Linked DNA regions of Zea mays: all the other regions are linked to region 1. A link is a contact called in public Hi-C data. All regions are on one chromosome and are shown on one strand. Each heading gives the region's core, a stretch centred on a gene start, on an enhancer-like site or on the middle of the called end of the contact. The rest is flanking DNA. Distances are from core to core; before and after follow the strand shown.

Region 1 (5,173 bases), core at 690-3,189:
GACCTCATCTCGCAGCGACCAGCATGTCGGCCACACACACCAACTGTGGAAGCGGAACTCCTATAAAAAGATCATCGACCCTTCTTCCGCTAGGCGTACGTGGCATCAGGTCTCGCTCGCCCCCCCACCAACAAGATTTGCAAGGACTCGAAAAAGCTAAGGCTAGATAACGCAACTCGCAAGCTTTGTGGATGTAAAGTAAAGCCAGTAAGTAAATCGGGCGATGAGACGCACAGAATCTTGGAAGGGACCTCACCACTCACACTGACGGCACGGCGCCGGGACGGTGACCTGGCACCCTTCCCCAATCCCCATCTTTTGCACGGAGCCAGGGACGGCCTCAGGGGAGTGGGACCCCCGGGTGCGCGGACTCTACCGACCCCCCGTATTCTGGTTCCTGCTCACTCCGATGGCGATGTCCGGACGCCGGAGGGCGACCGAGGGTCGGCTGACGGGGGAGGTAGGATTCCGTGGATCCCATGGGCCTTGGCAGCGGCGCGTTTATTATTATTATTGTTTTTGTTGAGAAAAAAAACGGCGCGTCAGATGACGAGACAGACAGACGTCCCTGTGAGAGGAGAGGAATCAGTACGGCCCAACCCATAATGTAGCTGTTTGGGCCTTGGCGAATTGCAGAGCTGTAAGAGAGAGAGAGAGAGAGAGAGCTGGACGTCCGTTCCAGACTAGCGGCCCAGCATTACCCCATCGGCAGACGGACTCCCAGCCCATCTGTCCCATAGAATCGCACGCACCCAGCCCACGCGAGACTGTGGCCCACCCGGCCGCCGAGTAGACCACACCAGTCGGGCCGGCGCCGCACGCGGCACAAGCACGACATGACGAGTCTAGCAGCGCGGCGCGGGGGCGGAAGACGAGAATTCGGAAAGGCGATGGGATTTGGCGCTGTTTTTGAACGTGCCGTGCGCGGTGCGCCGCGTGCACCCCGATCAGCACGGCGGGGCGTTGTCGACTCCCGTTCGCCGGGCCGCGGCACATAGACGAGGTCCCACGTCCCGTTCCGTTCCGTCCCAGTCCGCAAAATCATCGCGCAGCAGCTGGAGGAATTCCGCGCCGTGCCCGGCGGTCCCACCTGACCTGAGCGCACGGTCGCCGTCTTCCGCGTGGAGCGTGTGCGGTGCTTCTTTTTTGTCCCGGGTTCTGTAGCTGAGCCTGAGAGGCATACGTATACGTACCGGACAAAGCGACAGCTGGTGATGATGGGATGAGATCACGAGGCACAGATAGAGGCTACTCCGTGCAACGGTGCAAGTTGTCGTCGTGGTGGCGCCCATCTTCCACTGTCCACTCCACGAGGCGCATTAACAACACGCTTACCTAGTCAAACACTGGGTAGATGCCCTACCCTGCCCGCATCGCTCGAGAGTCGAGACTCGCTGGCCTGCACGCCCCCGTCCTCGAACCAAACCCGCAACGCTCTGTGTACTCGGTCTGTCCCACGGCTTCCATAGAGACCGCGACGACGTGTCGCAAGAAGCGAGAGCAACCTCAAAAAAAAAAAAGATTTCAAAGCATCTCAACCAGGAGCCATTTTTCCAAAGCATTTCTTCTAGTCATGTTTCATTAAATACAGGGAACAAAAAAAGATTTCAAAAAGATTTGCTTGCCTACGGTCCAATGGGCCCAATTGCGCAGACCATAGATGCCACGAATCGAAACAGCTGCAACAACCCGACCGGAGCCCGACCCGTCCATAAGGGTGTGTTTGGTTTAAGGAATCACTACATCCAAATTGAGGTGATGCATCATGGGTTCATTCCTCAAATTTGGTGAGATGACTCCATTCCTCATATTAGTACTAACTAAATAACTATAAGGAATGAGATGGTGATGGATCAACTCATTCCATTCTACAAACCAAACAAAAATAGTGAGGAGTGAGAAGATGATGGACTAGGTCATTCCTCAAACCAAACACCCTATAACTCCACCGCCTCGCCCATCCGGCCGTCCCAGGCTTCCCCAGCTCAGGAGTCAGGTCCTCACGCCGCGCACGGGCCAGAGACGACGAGAGCGCGCCCATCCGGACCCGGACAGAGCTCGCCTGCGCCTGCGCCTCCACCGATCGGCAAGCGGGAGGGGAGATGAGGGGTTCGTCGCGGAGGCCGGTCGCCGTGGTGATGGCCTGGGTGCGGCGCCAGCCGCCCAAGGTCAAGGCCTTCCTCGCCGTCGTCGCGGGGATGGCTGCGCTCGTCTTCATCCGCTTCATCGTCCACGACCACGACAACCTCTTCGTCGCCGCCGAGGCCGCGCACGCGCTCGGGATCGCCGTGCTCATCTACAAGCTCACCAAGGAGAAGACCTGCGCCGGTTCGTCCCCCCTCCCCTCCCTTCCTTCTTGAGTACCTTACTGCTGTATAAAATTGCATCCCTCCGCCGCTATCTGCTCGATCCGTTGGGCTCGCTGATCATGGATCCAGATTGCTGGAACATTTGAGTCATGCGCGTGTGTTTTCTTCCCTCGCGTCTATGGCGACCGACTATCCGCTGCTCCTCCGTTCGTACCACTCTCAGTACTGAAGCATGTTCTCGTATTTTGTGTGGTTTTCCGGCCTGATCCGTTCAAGGCAGTAGATAATTTCTCTGCTGTTTCGCTTAGGGTGCATGCATCAGGTCACGCTCGAGGTAATTGTTAATTTCTTAAACTGGATACTGCATGCGACTTGTGTTGTTGTTGGCATTGCAGTTGAAGGAGTTTTGGTATGTGCTTGCTTTCTGTTTCTGGGGACGACGTTTTTCTATGACGGTGTCACTGGGTCAGCGTTCATTGAAAATTGGTGATATAACTGGGTGCGACCAAGAGGAGGATACTGCTTGTGCCTGCTTAATGCAATGGGTTCCTTTGCTTAATGTCAACCATGCTCATCTGTTTAGGGGTTATTTGGTTCTTGGAACCATCTCATTCTAGATGAGGCAATGTCTATCTCGTGTTTTTTTGTGTGTGTGGAATGACCCCACTCCTCATCATCTTACTAATTACGAGGGAGATGAATCAAAGCATTACATCCCACAAACTAAACAAAAAGTTCATGGGTGAGAAGATAAAGGAGCCATTTTCCCAGACCAAATTAGTAGCCGATTCAGGCAACCATACTTTGTTTCCAATCATAAAAATGCAGTAGTATTATTAGATTCGTATGGCTTGCTCTTGTCTGTGCAAATTTGGGAACATGCATCTGCTGGGAGATGCCACCATCATCCCCTGGTGCAGTGGTGCGGAGGTTGTGGTAGCTTTAGTTTCTTTTGGTACCTACATTTGTCTCATTTACGGAATTGTTTCTTTCAGCGTCTTTCCTGATTCAGTTTTTGATGCCTAAATGTTTTATTTATGCAAAATCAAGGATTAATCGAGGTTTGTACATCTAGATATTTTTTGGCATTTAAAAATAGGGTAAAAATAGGGAATGGACAATATTAGTGGTATGATTTATACACATCATCATCATTTTTAATTTACTGTATTACTATGTATATAATGGTGGTCCTGCCATACCAATATGCAAATGGCCTAAGAATCTATCCCTTACATGACTTCTGACATTTATGATTAGACACAAAACTAGATTTGAGAATATGCACTGAACTGGCATATCAATTTATGTTGAAAATTGATCCTAAGATAAGTTTGATATTTTTATTAGTTCTTTTCATGGTTCATGATGTTTGTACAAACTGTGTATCTCTTTCAGGATTGTCACTCAAGTCTCAGGATTTGACTGCATTATTTCTGGCCGTTAGGTTGTATTGTAGTTTTGTTATGGAGTATGACATCCATACAATTCTGGATACAGCTGCACTTGCAGCTACTCTTTTTGTTATTTACATGATTCGGTTCAAACTGAGGTCAACATATATGCTGGACAAAGACAACTTTGCCTTGTACTATGTGGTAAGTACAATTTTTATCTCTTGACTTCAAAGCAATGTGCATCTAGAGTCCTTATACTGTCTTTTACTCTGTACAGTATAACCTATATTGTGAATATGGATTCGGAAGTTATATTTTCAAAATGGCTATATGTTACTACCTCCGTTCTCGAATATTTATCGCCCGCTAGTTCATTTTTGAACTAAATGGTGAAAGATAAAAAAGAACGGAGGGAGTATTTCACACTGCTCTGCTTGACCCAGACTTTTTACCACCAGCAAGAGCATTTCTGGCTGTACACTTTAGTTCCACATGATTACTATTGCTGTTTTGATGATATAACTTGTTGAAAGAATTTTTACCTCAGATCACATATTGCATCTGTGTTGCTAGCTATTTTTTACCATTTTGTCGTTTGCGTTTTCTTTATTCAAAGGAAAATGGCAGTGGAGGGCTTCTGATGTGTTATCTAAATGTCTCCTATGGCCACACTTCGTAACTAATTACATTTCCGTTCCAGATATTGCCTTGTGCTCTGCTAGCGCTACTTGTTCATCCTTCAACATCGCACAACATAGTGAACAGAATCTGCTGGGCCTTCTGTGTTTATTTGGAAGCAGTTTCAGTGCTGCCCCAGTTGCGCCTGATGCAAAATACCAAGGTGAATATCTAAACACGTGTGTGCGTTTGAAACAATATTCAAATACACAATCACTGGATTTATATGATATTGTATTTCTATTGTTTTCTGCAGATTGTTGAGCCGTTCACAGCTCATTATGTGTTTGCACTGGGTGTTGCAAGGTTTCTTAGCTGTGCACATTGGGTCCTTCAGGTTCTTTTTTTTTTGTCTCCCTTCCTGTTTTATTTACCATTAAAAGAACTACCATGCTAGTTCATACTTTCTGGAACAAAGTGTCAATTGGTCATCTGTTTTTGAGGCCCTAATGTTAGTAGAGTATTAAAAAATGTCTTCCCCGTTAGTTAGACTATGGACCAAATCATTGCAAAGGTCTGGACTCCCAAGATATCCTAGTCTGAAAAGAACAGGATGGAAACACAATTATACAAAACAAATTCAGTACATCATAAGGTATAGATGAGTAATGATTAATGAAACAGCAATTTTTTTTTAATTTAGGTGTGATTTTTTTGTTATTGATATCATCGGCTGTGTTTGTGTCCATTGCAAAATGTGCTGGGATGTACTTTACTTTGTTCTACCTCATCCCGTGCTGTATGGTATTTTCTCAGTATCTGCGCTTTCAGCAAAAAAAAAAAACAAAT
Region 2 (5,173 bases), core at 1,130-3,629, 250 kb before region 1:
AATTAGTTATGTGCTGACAGAACTTCAACAAGTGCAACTGCGTATAGAAAATGTAACTGGTTGAAATGACACTGGCAATGGCAATTGGATTGGAGATGTGATGAAATATGATGGATCGGAATATAGGTTGGGATCCCAGTCCCACAGTGGAGAAGCTGTTTCCAAATACCAAACTAGGAAACATCGGTAACGCTCTAATCAGAACTGGTACAAGCGCATAGTGACTAGCATTATTCTTTTTTTTCTCCCCAAGCGTCTCGTCATTTGATTCTTCTCGAGACATAGATATCTGACTCCACCTGCCTTCTTCCTTGAGCATATGATGACTGGAAGAAATCATTTATCTCTCCTCTCTCCACTCTCCTCTCACTCCCCCTCTCTCTACCGACCATGACATACACAGGTACTCCTATCATTCATACTACCAAATTTTCCAACTAAGAATCATCTAGCAGTTGCCACTAGCTAGGAAACTAGGGTTCAGCTTTTGAAGAGAAAAGCTAAAGCAAAGCTGCAAAGGTGTGACACACACACAGGAGTAGTAGAAGGAAGAGGGCAGTAGTACTGTATATACTTGAGCAAATATGCGAAGAAGCCTTCTTAAGCCCCAACATTCTATATATCTTCCTGACACCACCAGGGGGACAGCATCATCACGACCATTGAACAAAGATGAAAGGATGAAGAAGCAATGACAAGAGCATCAATCAAGATTACCTAACTGTCAGGTTTTAAACTTTGAATCATGATGAACACAGTTTCCTAGCTAGCTACTCCAAGCTTTATATTTACTTCTAGCAACAACCTGATGGGCTAGCTACTGCGACAGTAAGAACTGATCCGAAAGAAACAGTGATGAATGGTGCTCATCAGTTTATGCATCGATCATTGAGAATGTAAGAGAGAAGAGGGATGGAGGACGGAGACAAATAAAAACTACTAGTAACAATTTGGTGACGATCGATAATCCCTCCAGTAAAGCAAATATTGAAGCAGTGGATGGAAAGATGCATGGCATGTCCAAAGAGAACGAAACCCATCAGCTAGGCTAGCTAGCCGTGTCAATCATGGTGGCCGTTTGATCATCACCTCGGATGGCCGTGGAAGAAATGAGCGGCGCCGTACGGGCCGGGCGTCGGGTACGGGTCCATGACCACAGCCGATGACGAGACGGGCCCCACGACGCTGCCTTCGCCCGCCGCGGCCGTGCTAGGGGAGGACCCCTCGGTGGCGTGGCGGAAGCCGCCGCCCGCAGCGACCGTCGACGGCTCCGGGCCGACGTCGTGCAGGATGCCCTTGAAGACGTGGCCGGCGATGCTGACGCTGGTCTGGTACGCCACCTCGGCGTCGGGCTCGTCGACCGGGCCCAGGCGGACGCAGCGGAACAGCGCCTCCGAGCTCACTTCCCGCGGGAACCGCTCCGCCACCACCGCCATCTGCTGCTGCTCACCTGATCAATCAAGCACGTGGTGTCCATCGATTAGCAAGCTGCTGCTAGTTAGCTAAAAGACGACGAATTGCTTGCCCATTGCTACTGAAGACGTGCAAGTGCAGTTTATAGCTTCTCTATAAAATACGCACCCGAGGAAGTGGTTGTGGCGGTGGTAGAGGAGGGCTGGGCACCGGTAGCGGCGTCACGGTGGCGCTTGGAGGGCTCGGCGGCGCCGGTGGCCTGCTGCTGCTGGCGCTCCCGGCGCTTGGCGGCGGGCACCCAGGTGGACTTGACATGGGTGGGGCAGTCGAAGCCCCGGCTCTTGCAGCAGGTGCGGCAGCGCATGTGGACGCAGTCCTTCTTGGCCTGGTTGCCGCAGTCCTGGCAGCTGATGGTGCCCGCGCCGGCGCCGCTGGCGGAGCCCCTGCCGCCGCGCGAGGAGCCCGCGGCGGGGTCATCGGCGAAGCGGATTATGTTGGGGGCGTAGAAGTGGTGGTGGTGCTCCTGCGCCGGGTGAGGCGGCCATAGCTGGAAGCCGCCGCGCGGCGCGGCGGCGGCCGTGTAGAGGTAGGCGGCGGCCGCGGAGTCGGAGCCGGAGCCGGAGGAAGGGTTCACGTGAGGGTGGTGGTGGTCGCCGCGGCCGTGGCCTCCTCCGCCTAGAGGGAAGCCCGCCATGCGGCCAGATCCATAGGCGGCCGCCCACGCGGGCAGCGGCGGATCGCGCGCCGGGTCGCCCTGCCGTGCTCGGCTACCTGCTAGCTGCTCCCCGCCGCCCGCAGCATGTCCGCGCCGCGTGGCGGTGCGCGCGAATTTTGAGCGGTCTCGCGCGGCCCGGCCGGGCGGCGGCAGCGAGAGGTGCAGCTAGCGGGTATAGCTAGCTGTATCGACCGATCTAAGGTGGCTAGCTAGTGGGCGCGTGCAGGCGTAGTGGGGGTTCCCTAGAATTTTGGCGTGTCTGCGAGTGAGGGGGAGTAGAGAGGAGAGGAGAGGAGAGGAGAGGGAGGGGAAGGATGGAGCGGAAAGGAAGGTAGTAGGAGCTCAAGTGAGGGGAGCTTGCTTTAATTTTGTGTGGTGAGGTACTGAGGTGAGTGATGAAGAGGCCGGGGAGAAAGCGACAGCGGCGGAAGGCCTGCCACGCCGCCAACGATCCTGCACTGCACGCTCCCAAAACACCCCATTTATATAAATATAAAAAATATACTCATTCTCTCTCCTGCTCTCAGCCTCTCTCGTCTGTCAGTAGAACTACGCGTATAAGTACTTTATTATATACACCGTCGTAGTAGTAAGTCTCGTATTTCCTCGTGGGTGACGTCAACTGTAGCTCCCGTGGCGACAGTCTGATATTATGCATGGCCTGGTTTAGAACCTGCCTAGAATTAATAGTTAGCAGCTAAAAAAATATTAGTTAGATTAAGAGATGTTTGAAGACACTAGAATTAGTAGTTAGTCGTTAAAATTAGTTGAGACATCCAAACAACCTAGCAAATAATTCAAATATTAGTTATTTTTAGGCCCTGTTTCAATCTCATGAGATAAAAATTAGCACATATTATCTAAACAAGAGAGCTAACGGTGGTATGATAAAATTTAGCACATTTTATCTCATAAGCTGCCAAAGAGATGCTCTAGTGCTGGAATGTCCTTTTAGTGATCTAGATCTATCTGTCGTGTTATCTTCGTAGCTACTCGTTTATCTTTAGCCGTTGTAAATAAGCTTGCTTAAAAACTGTGGTTTCTTCTGGATTGATGTTAGTGGAATATGATCCTTGCTTATCTAGTATGATAGTATGTAGGGATTAGTTTCACTAGGTGCTCTTTTGTTGATGAGTTGTTACTCATTGTTTCGGTTTGTAATGACTCTTATCCTATTTCTTAATGAAATAGGGGGCTCTTCCCCTTCATCAAAAAAAGCTGCCAAAGAGATGCTAAAAGGAGCTAAACGTGGGTCAGAGAACCCCATTTTCCACCCTACCCTCCAACCTCATTCTCTCTCTCCGCATTAGGGGCATGGGTGTCTTTTATCTCAATGTGCTAAACTTTATTAGAGTAGTCCAACACCCTAAGGAACTAAACTTTAGCACTTCAATTCATATGACTAAAGTTTATCGCGTGAGATTGAAATAGAGCCTCAGTAAATTAGTTAATAGTTAGATAGTTATTTGTTAGCTAATTAATTCCACTAATAATTTTTAGCCATCTAATTATTAATTTTAGTGCAATTTAAATACCCCTAAGCCAGCTAATGAAATGATTGTTAGCCATGTGTTGTAGCTAACAATTAGATCAACATTAGTTAGTGGCTAGTTATTAGCTTTAGAGAGGTTCCAAACAGGACTTATAAGACAGATATAGATGTTTTTTTTGTGTAGCGCAAACCACTCGAGACCCTCTCGACGAACGAAACATTTGATATGCAGATACGAGAATGGTGGGCGACTATACACATCGTGAACGCGTGATGATTGGCCGCCGCGATGTTCATTCCGGCTGGCCTTTTCAGAGGAATTCCTAACGGTCTGGGCATTATTAAACCCCCTGCCCCTGACGCAGCCAACGCGATGGGTGAGTGCTCTCTCTGCCTCTGACGACCCAACGCCGCCCGCCGCCGCACCGTGCGCAATGGTCTGCGGCTGTGTTTTTATTTATCTCCACGCGGCGCCAGGCAGATTTTACGCTCCGTTTTTTTGGTGGGCAGGGCGAGTTGGGTTTAAAGAAATGGGCGGGACCGAGAGCGGGACAGCAGGCGATCTAGCGGGGATCTGCGTGACGTCGTACTTGACAGGCCCTTGATTCCCGACTCCCCTGCTTGCCTGCCTACCTGCACACCCAAAGCAGGAAGTCGTGCGTCCCGGTTTGTAGGGCGCGCACGCTACTAGGTCATCAACTAACAAAGATAGAGAGACTTAATTATTGTATTATTAGTACATATAAATATATTCGATCATCATCTGTTTGCCGTGACAGATTTTGGTTCAGTTCATCCTCCAAATTAAAGGAGAGGTCTCGGCGCTGTAAATGCAATCGTTTATAGCTAGAGAGAGAAGATTAAAACTATTTTCTTTTGTGGACAGCATATACGGTGGTATTATAGATGCATGCATAGATATTTCTCTAGTAATGCGGCTTTAACATGTATAGGCATGTAGCATGTATCAACAAAATCATTTAGAGTGTGTGTTTGGTTTGAAGAATGAAGTGATTCATCTTCTTCTCATTCCTCACTTTTTTATTTGGTTTGTGGAATAGAATGGGTTGATCCATCACCACCCCATTTTTCATAAGGTAATAATTAGTATATACCTGAGGAGTGGTTTGATTCCACCAAAATTGATGGAATGAACGTATTACGTATAATGTATCACCTCGTGAAGCATAGAGTGACTCCACAAACCAAATAGACCATATTAGATCATGTTTGGAACTACAGAGCTAATAGTTAGCTAACTAACAAATTGTTATATGGTTTATAACAAATTGTTTTTGGAACCTCTACGACCAATTTTAGCACCGCTCTATCAAATTTCGCGGAATTCAAATACATGTATGAGGCCATATATATATATAAACACAGCCATTTGTTGACTTTTGAATTTTAACACGGAGGGTTGGTCAAAAGATATATATAAAAGGTTTATCATACGGGCAATATTTTACTTCGGCTTCGATCTGACATGCTCCCTGAGATCAAACAGAGAGATAGTAGTACCGCGTGTGCCTCGGTTACTGATGATGATTTTT
Region 3 (5,173 bases), core at 1,265-3,764, 160 kb after region 1:
GTGCCCCAGACCAGAGGTGCCTTCGGTTGTCCCTTTGCTCCTTTGTTGAATCCAATATTTGATCTTTTTATTGGCTGAGTGTGAACCTTTTACACCTGTATATCTTATACACTAGAGCAAACTAGTTAGTCCAATTATTTGTGTTGGGCAATTCAACCACCAAAATTAATTAGGGACTAGGTGTAAGCCTAATTCCCTTTCAGCCACCTTGTTAGGTAGCACCTCCTTGTTCCTTGTCGCTTTGAGAGCAACGGGCTACGGCTCGTAGAGAGGAAGTGGTCCATTTGCAATGTCATCCACATACCTTGCTTCCTTCACCATCATGCGCCCCTTACAAATTTTCCGAGATTTTCCTTGGGTGTCATCTTGGTGTACTTGGGATTTTCACGAATGAAGTTTACAAGATTAGGATCAATAACAATAAATGACCTTAGCATGAGTCGAACGACATCATGATCTGTCCATCTTGTACTCCCGTTGCTTCGGATTTTGTTCACTAGGGTCTTGAGCCTGTTGTAGGTTTCAGTTGGCTCCTCTCCCTGTTTCATGGCGAACTGTCACACCCATGTTTAAGGGATAAAGCCAAGTGCATCTCATATATGCGTCAAAGAAGAACAACACATATAATGACCAAGTGTATAGAGATAAATGTCACAATCATTATTACATAGCAGAAGAGTCGTACAAAAATAAATGATAACAATAAAGCGACTATATAATTATTCCCTGGAGATATCAAGCTGACTGGGAGACGTCACCTAGACAAGCTCGTACTCCTCATAGTAGACCTCCTTCTGGGCTACCTATTCTTCTCCTGTGGGGGTTTTATATATCGCAAGGGTGAGCTCACAAAAGATCATAGCTCAACAAGTTATGGGGAATAATGTGCATGAACTCTCCAAAGGTGGGAGCTCATGTGGAGTGTAAGGCTGATCAACAAATAATGGTTAAAGCTCAGCATTGCTTTTAATAAGTTGGTCAAATTTTATTAGCAGTTTCTAACTATAAGTAAATACCAACCCAAATAATGAGAGATCACAATTAATAAATAAACCACAATGCGATGCAAAATGACCAATTAAATTTAATTCCATAAGTTACTCATGTGAGGGTCCGAGCCGCTCATGACCGTGAGCACGACTGATATACCAATTCTACACTCTACAGAGGTTGCACATCTTTACCCACAAGTCGCGTTACACATCTTCCATGGGGTCATGGATCCCATACACCTCTACCAAGGAAGCGAGGTAGGGTAACACTATGAGGCCTTTACAAAGTTCCACTAGCTTCAGAAAACCTGCTACAGTTTCTAGGGAATGCAGCATAGGAATCCCCCGTCTGAAAAGCTATCGCAGCAAAATCAACCCGAGAACCTCCCTATACCAACCACTCCCCTATTGCCATTGCCCCTTTCGGGTAAGGTAGTCCTCCACTAGCTTTCCTAATTAGTCAGCCAAGGGCGTCCCATACCACCCTTGTGGTAGCACTGTTTTCCCGGGTGGTTCTCTATGTTCCAATTAACATAACGATCTTGTCATGAATAGTAAATAACTCATTTATAATTAAAGCATGATCATGAATAATGTATATCTTAACACCCAAAACCACATAAAGCAATAGCAGGTACTACCCAAAAGTTCAGTGGTAAACAAGGTATAAAGATAGCCAAACTGGGGTGACATATTGGGTCCCATCAGAATTAACATATACAGATCATAATGATTAATAGGAACATTATTGGGTAAATAGAAGTGATCAAGGGCACAACTTGCCTTCAATGAGCTCCTGCTCAGTATTTTCCACCTGCTGAACACCTGGGTCCTCAGTTTCCTGCCCGTATACTCGCAACAATACAAACAAACATGGTACAAGAGAAATTAACATCACACCAAATCTCAGAACAGAATGCATTATAATATTCTACGCATCGTAACGAGATCGTAGGTTTGAGAATCACTAAATTCGGAGTTACGGTTAAAGAGTTATGATTTTCTGAAGTTTTTGTGCTTAGTATAAAATAAATTAAGTGGATAATTTTAACCTATGTTTCATGATAAAACAGAGTTACCACGTGATAGACCATATTAATACAAAGTTAATGCAACTAGAATGGATCAAAAAGGAGTTAAAATGAATTTACTATGATTTAAACAAGTTTCTAGGACTATTTTCATACTAAAAATATTTTCTGTATGAATTTATCCTATTTTATCTATTTCTGGATTGTGGGTGAAAATTCCAGCAAGTTTGGGGTCAAAAGTATAATTTTCGGGACCTATTTGTGATGATCATACCACTGCCTAGGAGTGCGGGTTGATTCAGGTAAAATCCGAGGACCTATGTGTAAAACGGGCCTAATGAAGGGGTATCGTGGCACACGAGCCGTTGGATCGGCGTAGATGGCCCAGATTAAATCGCGTATTCCATGAACTCACCAGCACACTGGGCTGAAGGATCGTCAATCGACGACCCGGATTTAATGCACAACAGGCCAGGGGATATCGCATCAGGACCGCCCACGCTGAGATCAACGGTCCACGATCGCACACCCCTCGATCTACTCCTAGGTGCAGGATAGGAATCCTACGGTTAAAATGCTTCACGGTCCCATCTAATCGTGGCCGCAAATCCTGAGATCAACGGCCCTAGGACCGTGTCTCCCCCATCGGCTGCAGGGCCAGCATGGCGGCGACCCAGTAGCCCGCCGGGCGCCATCGCTGGCGCATACAGCCCAACGCCTTGGATTTCCAGACTTCAGGACAGCCTAAGCGAGACAACGTAGAGGGTACGACGAATGCGGCAAGGAGTATCTTACCAGTGACTACGTGATGTGGGATCTAAAACACGGATCCGCCCGGACCGCGGTGAATCACAAGCTCCGACGAGCAATGCCGGCCTCCACACAACACCACAGATCCACAGTGATCCGCGCGCTGATCCCCTCTTCCCCGACGATCACCCAGCCCTGCGCCTGAGCTCTAGACCATGCCTAGGATGCGGACCCGTCGTAGTGCCCTCTTCTTCCCCTTCTCTCTCTCGTCTTACGGCGGTGCTAGGTTTTTAGGGCCTGGGTTGGGTCACACGAGCACCCAGGCCGACTATATATGAGGTAAGCATGGCGGCCGGATAGTGGGGAGGTTGTTGAGCTAACCCGCCGGCACCCAGACTGCTCGCGGCTGTTAGTCAGGCGCGCGGGGGGGAGGGGGGGAGAACCACAGTGGCCGCGCGAGTCCCTGATGGGTGGGTCCCAATCGTCAGCGCTACCACAAATCTGGACTACAGTGGGCGACAAGGGTAGATGTCAGGAGGAGTCTGTCCCACCTACCAATGGCTCAGTGCGCGTCGAGTGAGGCTGGCGCGGCGGGCCCACTTGTCGGCCCCAAACACCGCCAGGCGAGGATCATGCGGACGGGAGGTCTTGGGCCAACAGGCCGATTTCGGCCCAGTGCGGGTGTGAGTGTTTCTTCCTTTTTTTTATTCTTTTAGATTTTAGTTTTCATTTGATCAAATTCAAATTCTATTTTGTTTTGAATTCAAACTTCAGTTATATGCACAATATAAAATCCAGCATGAGATGCATATTTTAGTATTTATTTATTTATTTATTTATTATTTGATTAATATGATTCCATTAATTGAATATGCTCAAATAAAAGAAGAATCAAATAATCTCCAAAGGTTCCAAAATTCTCAAAACACAAACCTATAAATATATTATTTTTCCTCTTATACAAATTTTGGGTTTTACAATCCTACCCCCATAAAAAGAATCTTGACCACGAGATAAAGATGAACTAGGGAAGAGGTGGGGAAAATCTACTCTTATTTCTTCTTCTCTCCCAGGTAGCTTCATCTTCACTATGATGACTCCATTGCACTTTACACATTTTGATCACTTTATTCTTCGTAACACGAGTTAAAGTATCAATGATCTTGATAGGGTACTCAGTATAGTCAGATCATCTTGAACACTCAATTCATCCATAGGCAGTTGCTCTTATGGTACCCTGAGGCACTTCTTCAACTGGGATACACGGAAGACATCATGTACATCCGCTAGATGGTCGGGTAGTTCCAGTTGGTAGGCAACTTCCCCCACCCGCTTTAGGATCATGGAGGTGGATTGTTATATCATGGCCCCTGGGATGGTGATATCCTGGTCCAAGGCTTAATAGAATTAATAGAGTATCCATACAACAAGTTGCATCTTCTTTTTGGAAGCCTATCTCGAAAGAACCTCCAAGTTAAGCGTGCTTGACTTGGAGCAATTTGGGATGGGTGACCGACCGAGAAGTTTTCTCGGGTGCGCATGAGTGAGGACAAAGTGTGCACAAAAGACTCGTGTTGGTCTGCGGGGACGATATATGATCCTAGAGAGCTGCCAGGAGTGAGTATCGCTGGTCCAAGGATTGGACGGGGTGTTACAAGTGGTATTAGAGCCGACCCTCGTGGTTTCACGAGCATGTGTGGGTTAGGGAGTTCGGGTATATGGCGCATGGTGCATGTGGGCCTAGAGTGGTCACATGTGATGGCATATGATGACACTAGACACACAGACATGGCTAAGAGGGGAGGTTCCTGGATTGGGGTTGATCGACGAGGACGTCGATCTTCTAAGGGGGTGGATTGTGATATCCTAACCCTGGGATGGTGATATCCTGGCCCAAGGCTTAATAGAATTAATAGAGTATCCATACCAATAAGGTGCATCTTCTTTTTCGGAAGCCTATCTCGTACGAACCTCCAAGTTAAGCATGCTTGACTTGGAGCAATTCAGGATGGGTGACCGAACGGGAAGTTTTCTCGGGTGCACATGAGTGAGGACAAAGTGTGCATAAAAGACTCGTGTTGGTCTGTGGGGATGATATACTTCGTCAGTGGAGGTAACGACCAAAACTCCAATCATTTCCCCAATGATGATCGACAGTGATGTTTCTTTTGACAAACTTGTATGAGACTTGTGAAGCTTGTATGAAATTTGTTTTTTAGTAAATTCCTGTAAGGTTGCCTCTATAGTTGTATATTGATCATAAGGAAAGTATACACACTAACAACGAGAGTAGACGACAATGTTTTACAAATGTTGCATACACAATTTTATATTATCTACTATCTCAAGTTTCATTCTATGACATGTAAGCATCATTTCTTTCAGAAACATGTCCCTGCA
Region 4 (5,173 bases), core at 1,907-4,406, 140 kb after region 1:
GCTGCTCTCTGCGGCACACCGGACAGTCCGGTGTGCACCGGACAGTCCGGTGGTGCACCGGACAGCGCACTGTAGCCTGTCCGGTGCGCCTAGCCGTTGCCTGTCTGACTCCAGTCAGAGCAGGTGACCGTTGGCGCCGCAGGCTCCGGGTGCCACCTGGAACTAGCCGTTGGGCTGTAGTTCCCAGGTGCACCGGACAGTCCGGCGTGTGGGCACCGGACAGTCCGGTGTGCCACCGGACAGTCCGGTGCTCTACGCACAGACAGTCCGCAGGCAGCACACGCCTCCTTTCTTGGACTTTTCTTGATCTTCTTAATGTCTTCTTTTGAGGTGTTGCTTTCCTCAATTCCTTAGTCCAAGTAGTTCTTGCATCCTATAAACTACAAACATAAACACTAGGAAACTTGTTAGTCCACAGATTGTGTTAATCATCAAACACCAAAACTCATTTAGCCAAATGGCCCGGGGTCCATTTTCCTTACAACGACGTTGTATGGGAATTCCATATCAATGACATCGAACATTACATCTTTTGTTCTTGTGTTATTGACGTAGCCAAAGGGGACGGGCATGATTAGCTTCCCCAGAGCCATTACTTGTTGTCCTCTGAAACCACAGAGAGGAAAAGCTAAGTCTTGGCGCTTATCTTCGGGCTCCTACATTTGCCTGAAAGCCTTGACAAATATGATGTCTGCGGCGCTGCCTGTGTCAAGTGTCAACCAAAATATTAGAGATGACCATGGCATTTCTGTGCGGGTAATATTTGAGACGAAGATCATCCTGAGAGAAGGTAATAGGGATATGGGACCATTTGGTCCTGATGTAGTGTCCTTGGACACCTACATGCTGCACCCTTCTCTAGGCCTCTTTTTTTGCTTTTTATTGCCGGGTTCAAAGCTCGAGCCCCTAATGATGGGGAGAATAAGCTTCTTCATGAAATCCGACGAAGCTTGATGGCTTGCCATATTCTTCGTCGCGATGAAGCTCGTCATGGTCGTAGGATCATCGGAGGTGGGCGCCATTGTTGGTCAGTTGTTTTCAATTGCTGCATGGCATAAAAAACAAGGCAACACAACATTGATCAATGAGAACCTTCATTCTTCAGACAATACACCTTCGTTGTGATCATCTGAGGACGAAGGTTTAAACGTGCAATAAAAGATGAAACAATTATATACGTGATTTCAAACTTCTGAAGGTAATGAAAATCTAGTCGAAGCGTTATGAAAACCTTCGTCTTAAAATCGACATTCCTTAGGAGCATGAACACATATGACGAAGGTTTTATATCATCGCATACACCATAAGTGAAATGTGACACAAAGAGACATATGAAACAATACACAAGAACTTATCTATGTTGCCTTGGCATTTTCAATATGTCTCTCGTTACATTAGGTATGTTTACAAATGTACCTATGGCTTCTAAGTGATAGGATGCACGATGGTTCTTCGAAGGCTAAGCACTACAAAGCTATAGCTCTAGCAAGAGGTATTTTATGCAGGGTACTGTTCATCTGTTTATATGAGAGACAAACCGACTTTTTGCACAGATTTACAGTAATGCCAATCCATTTTTTTTGCATATGTCGCTTACAAACGGTATTAGGGCAGTAATGTACTTTCTTCATTCTTGACTCCACGAGTTCCGGCCTTCATCAACCAGCTATCTTCTTCTTTCGACTTGTGGCCGAAGTCACTGCCTTCTGCCATTATCTCTGTTGCTTGCGTATGGACGAAACACTTTTGTACGCTGCTTTTGTCGAAGTCTAGATTCGTCCGGCTGTGAGGACATTCCTGAAATACATTTGTTAACGACGAAGCCAAATGTTAGGCAAGTGATCTTCCGATCTTCGACATACAAGGCCCCCAACAATGAATATAAGTATTAATGTTTTCTATAACTTTTATAAAGAGATAAAAATTATTTGAACATAAAAGAACCATTAAAACGTTAATTTTTTAATCTGTGCCTACTTAATGCCGTGTCAGCCTAAGCACATCTCATCTAGTCATAATGTGTCATGCTGCCTATGGATCCCATCGTTTAAACCGTGTCACTGGGTCTTTTTTTTTTGTGTGCTGGATTATACTTTGAGCTCCTGTTTGTAAACCGTGCCCGGCTTAGCCTCACCTAAAATTTCAGGACTAGATCAAATGAGGTTAGGCCGTTAGGGTGATTAGACGCTGCTGCGGCAGACGAATGTTATGAGCTTTGCAGTTTTTGCATTGCTCAGAATGTGAGCCCGAATCCGGAGGTAGGCATGGGTGCCAAAGCGAATTGTCATGTATACATTCTATCATCTATTTCAGGCTCTAATACGACACGGGTCAGCTCACTGCCAGACGAGACGGCGCGTCGTCGATCTGTAGGTCCGTCAGTTGTCGCCGCAAACGTCGGCTGAAACGTACTGTGTGTGTACTACCTTGAGTCCTTGACCCACCAGCAGACAGTCGACAGACCGGGGGTGCGCGGCTTCCCCGGCCGGTCGGCATGGCACATCGCGCCGTCGCCAATGATGCAGTTGAGTGGAGGGCACATGGTACAAAGTAGCAGGCAGGCCGAGGCCGGTCGGGGCGTCGGGCGGGCCACCGTGGGGTTTGGGAAGCAGGGCAGCTGCTGCTTGCTGCTCGAGGCTTTCCTCCTGGAGTGGAGTATGCATATAAAAAAAAACGCCCAATGAGGAAATGACCTGACGTACGGTCCCGATGCGTGACAGCGCCAGGTTACGCAGCGAGCGGAACCAGACAAGGGCGAGTCGTCACCACCAGCTACTCTGCTCACCAGTCACCAGCGCTCGCTACATCTGAAAGCCAAACTAAAAACTGGCAATCATCAGCCAGCCACTGGTCCTGCCTGCTCCCGGAATCTCTAGCCTAAACTACTCTATTTTTCTCTGCTGGAATCTAATTCGCCAAGTTCCTCGCGCACGAAATGAATGAACGGTGAACCACGCCAGATCCGTTTCGTACCACTGGTGAATAGGACCGTTCCAAATTAAATCGTTGATTGCTCGTAGCAGCCATGAGATTAGACTAGACGAGAGAACGAAACACAGGGAATCCACCACTCATCTCAGTTTCAATTGACTGGATTGCTGCCGTCTCCGGCAGTTATAAAACCGGCAAGCCACGCACGGCACGCCTCCCGGCTCCCGCAGCCAGCCCTACATCCCCCGCTCCGCTCCGCTCCGCAAGCGAGGCGAGGTAGGGATACCGTCGATACGGGCCCACTTCCTCCTCCACCTCCATGTTCCGTCTCGCCCCAACTGCCGACCGCCGCCCTCGCCCCGGCTCCTCCCTTTCCCTCTAGCTAGCACCAATCGTTCATCCAGTCTCACAACCGAGCTCCCCGACCACCAGCACGCCTCGCGCTCGCGCGTCCCTCCCAACAGCGTGCTCCAGTTCCTTCAATGGCATCTCGGGCGCGCCTGCCGGGCACGCCGGCCTCGATCGCCGTCCTCATCCTCTCCTTCTTCCAAGGTACGTATGTGGTGGCTCTGATCCACTTGCCCGCCGTGGACTGACGGGCTGCTTGGGTTTGTGGGTGGGTGGGGGTGGTGGTGGAACCCGGTGCGGCGCGCAGGGTCGGTGTGCGGCACCACGTTCACCTTCAGCAACCGCTGCGGCGACACGGTGTGGCCGGGCCTGCTCGCCGGCTCGGGGACGCCGCCGCTGGAGACCACGGGCTTCGCGCTGGCGCCGGGGCAGTCGCGCGCGCTGTACGCGCCGCAGGGGTGGTCGGGCCGCTTCTGGGGCCGCTCCGGCTGCGACTTCGACGCCGCCTCCGCCAAGGGCTCCTGCGCCACGGGCGACTGCGGCTCCGGCGAGGTCGAGTGCCGCGGCGCGGGGGCGTCCCCGCCCGCCACGCTCGCCGAGTTCACGCTCGACGGCGCCGGCGGCAAGGACTTCTACGACGTCAGCCTCGTCGACGGCTACAACCTGCCCATGCTCGTGCGGGCCACCGCGCCCGAATGCCCCGACACGGGGTGCCTCGTCGACCTCAACGGGCTCTGCCCCGACGAGCTCCGCGCCGCCCACGGCCGCGCCTGCCGCAGCGCCTGCGAGGCGTTCGGCAGCCCCGAGTACTGCTGCAACGGCGCCTACGGCAACCCCAACACCTGCCACCCGTCACAGTACTCCCAGCTCTTCAAGTCGGCGTGCCCCAACTCCTACAGCTACGCCTACGACGACGCCACCTCCACCTTCACCTGCAACCACACCGATTACACCATCACCTTCTGCCCCAAATCCACTCCAACCAGGTCCTTGCCCAAATCAGATCATTCCTTCACTTCCAGTTTCAACTTCAGTTGCAATTTCGAGCTGTAAGGTATTGTTTGATATAGACTTCGTGAGAATGCCGAGGTCTTGATTCGGAATTCTTAGGCTTGGAGAAAAGCAAAGAAGCTTTGATTTGCACTCTTCTCTTTCCCATCTTTTTCCTTGTGTCCCCACTCGGCACCTTGCCACCTTGTGTGCTGTGTGACTAGAAAACCACAACTGCCGAGTTGGGACTGCAAGGAACACATCAGACTGATAGAGGGTTCCACATCCGATGCTTAGATTAACTTTACAAGTTCATGCTTTACAAGATTAAGCAAACCTGGTCTTACGCGAGCAATATTTCTTTTGACATTTTTGCAGCGACAAATCCGAACATTCGTCTCGGAGGCCAAGCCACGAGCAACTGGAAGATTCGGTGTGGCTTGCATCCTTGAAGGCAAGTGACGCCAGTGCTCTGGCAACAACGTCATGGTCGGCGTCCATTGTGCTCCGATCTGCCTTGGCAATTGCAGTGGCGACCTTGCTTGCTGCACAACTTGCACCAGATCATCCTATGGTCAGCTTGCTATGATTCATCATGGTTGCGGTTCTTGATCGGTAGGAGTCATCTAAGTTATTTTCTGACAAGAAGAGGATTAGAGCAGTAGCAGTGATCAGCAATGGGAAGAGAATATTGTGTAGGCTTTTTGTTTGTGGATAGGTGCTAGAGAAGGAATGATGTGTTACAAGTTGGCAACTGGAATTTCATGAACGCATTGCAAGGCGATTCAGGTTGCTCTGTTGTCATCGGCCCCTTTTTCTATTTTTGCAGTAAAGCGCATAAAAAACATCTCGAATGGATACTGTAACCATTTGATGTGCAGAGGTTCACAGAGTAATGTGATTT

What was found. A called contact is a pair of places that touch in the nucleus more often than the background predicts.
Region 2: a Hi-C map of leaf shows a contact between it and region 1, with 5 times the contacts expected there. The contact joins the promoter of LOC100284538 here to the promoter of LOC100282406 in region 1. A contact is called at or near these places in 4 of 25 Hi-C or Micro-C datasets (bundle sheath, ear, leaf and 1 more).
Region 3: a contact with region 1 is called in a Hi-C map of bundle sheath, with 2.7 times the contacts expected there. The contact joins the enhancer-like site here to the promoter of LOC100282406 in region 1. A contact is called at or near these places in 2 of 25 Hi-C or Micro-C datasets (bundle sheath and leaf).
Region 4: a Hi-C map of leaf shows a contact between it and region 1, with 4 times the contacts expected there. The contact joins the promoter of LOC100273071 here to the promoter of LOC100282406 in region 1. A contact is called at or near these places in 2 of 25 Hi-C or Micro-C datasets (bundle sheath and leaf).

Annotation. Positions count from the first base shown.
Region 1 is chr4:223,246,853-223,252,025 of Zm-B73-REFERENCE-NAM-5.0, forward strand. LOC100282406 (ER lumen protein retaining receptor C28H8.4) reads left to right here and starts at 1,940. Exons shown (of 6, transcript NM_001155317.3): 1 at 1,940-2,328; 2 at 3,708-3,907; 3 at 4,407-4,547; 4 at 4,641-4,721. The coding sequence starts at 2,103.
Region 2 is chr4:223,000,224-223,005,396 of Zm-B73-REFERENCE-NAM-5.0, forward strand. LOC100284538 (SHI) reads right to left here and starts at 2,380. Exons shown (of 2, transcript NM_001370656.1): 1 at 1,582-2,380; 2 at 714-1,450. The coding sequence starts at 2,107. The coding sequence ends at 1,086.
Region 3 is chr4:223,407,092-223,412,264 of Zm-B73-REFERENCE-NAM-5.0, forward strand. No RefSeq gene overlaps it. Among protein-coding and RNA genes, the nearest start is that of LOC100273071, 25 kb to the left of the region's middle. Within about 2 kb of position 2,515, at least 18 of the 20 cell types and tissues checked have an H3K27ac peak or open chromatin away from gene starts, as enhancers often do. A contact at or near this core is called in bundle sheath and leaf, where this site is marked.
Region 4 is chr4:223,381,918-223,387,090 of Zm-B73-REFERENCE-NAM-5.0, forward strand. It overlaps LOC100273071 (putative thaumatin domain family protein), which reads left to right and starts at 3,157. Exons shown (of 2, transcript NM_001147520.1): 1 at 3,157-4,265; 2 at 4,648-5,173. The coding sequence starts at 3,561. The coding sequence ends at 4,731.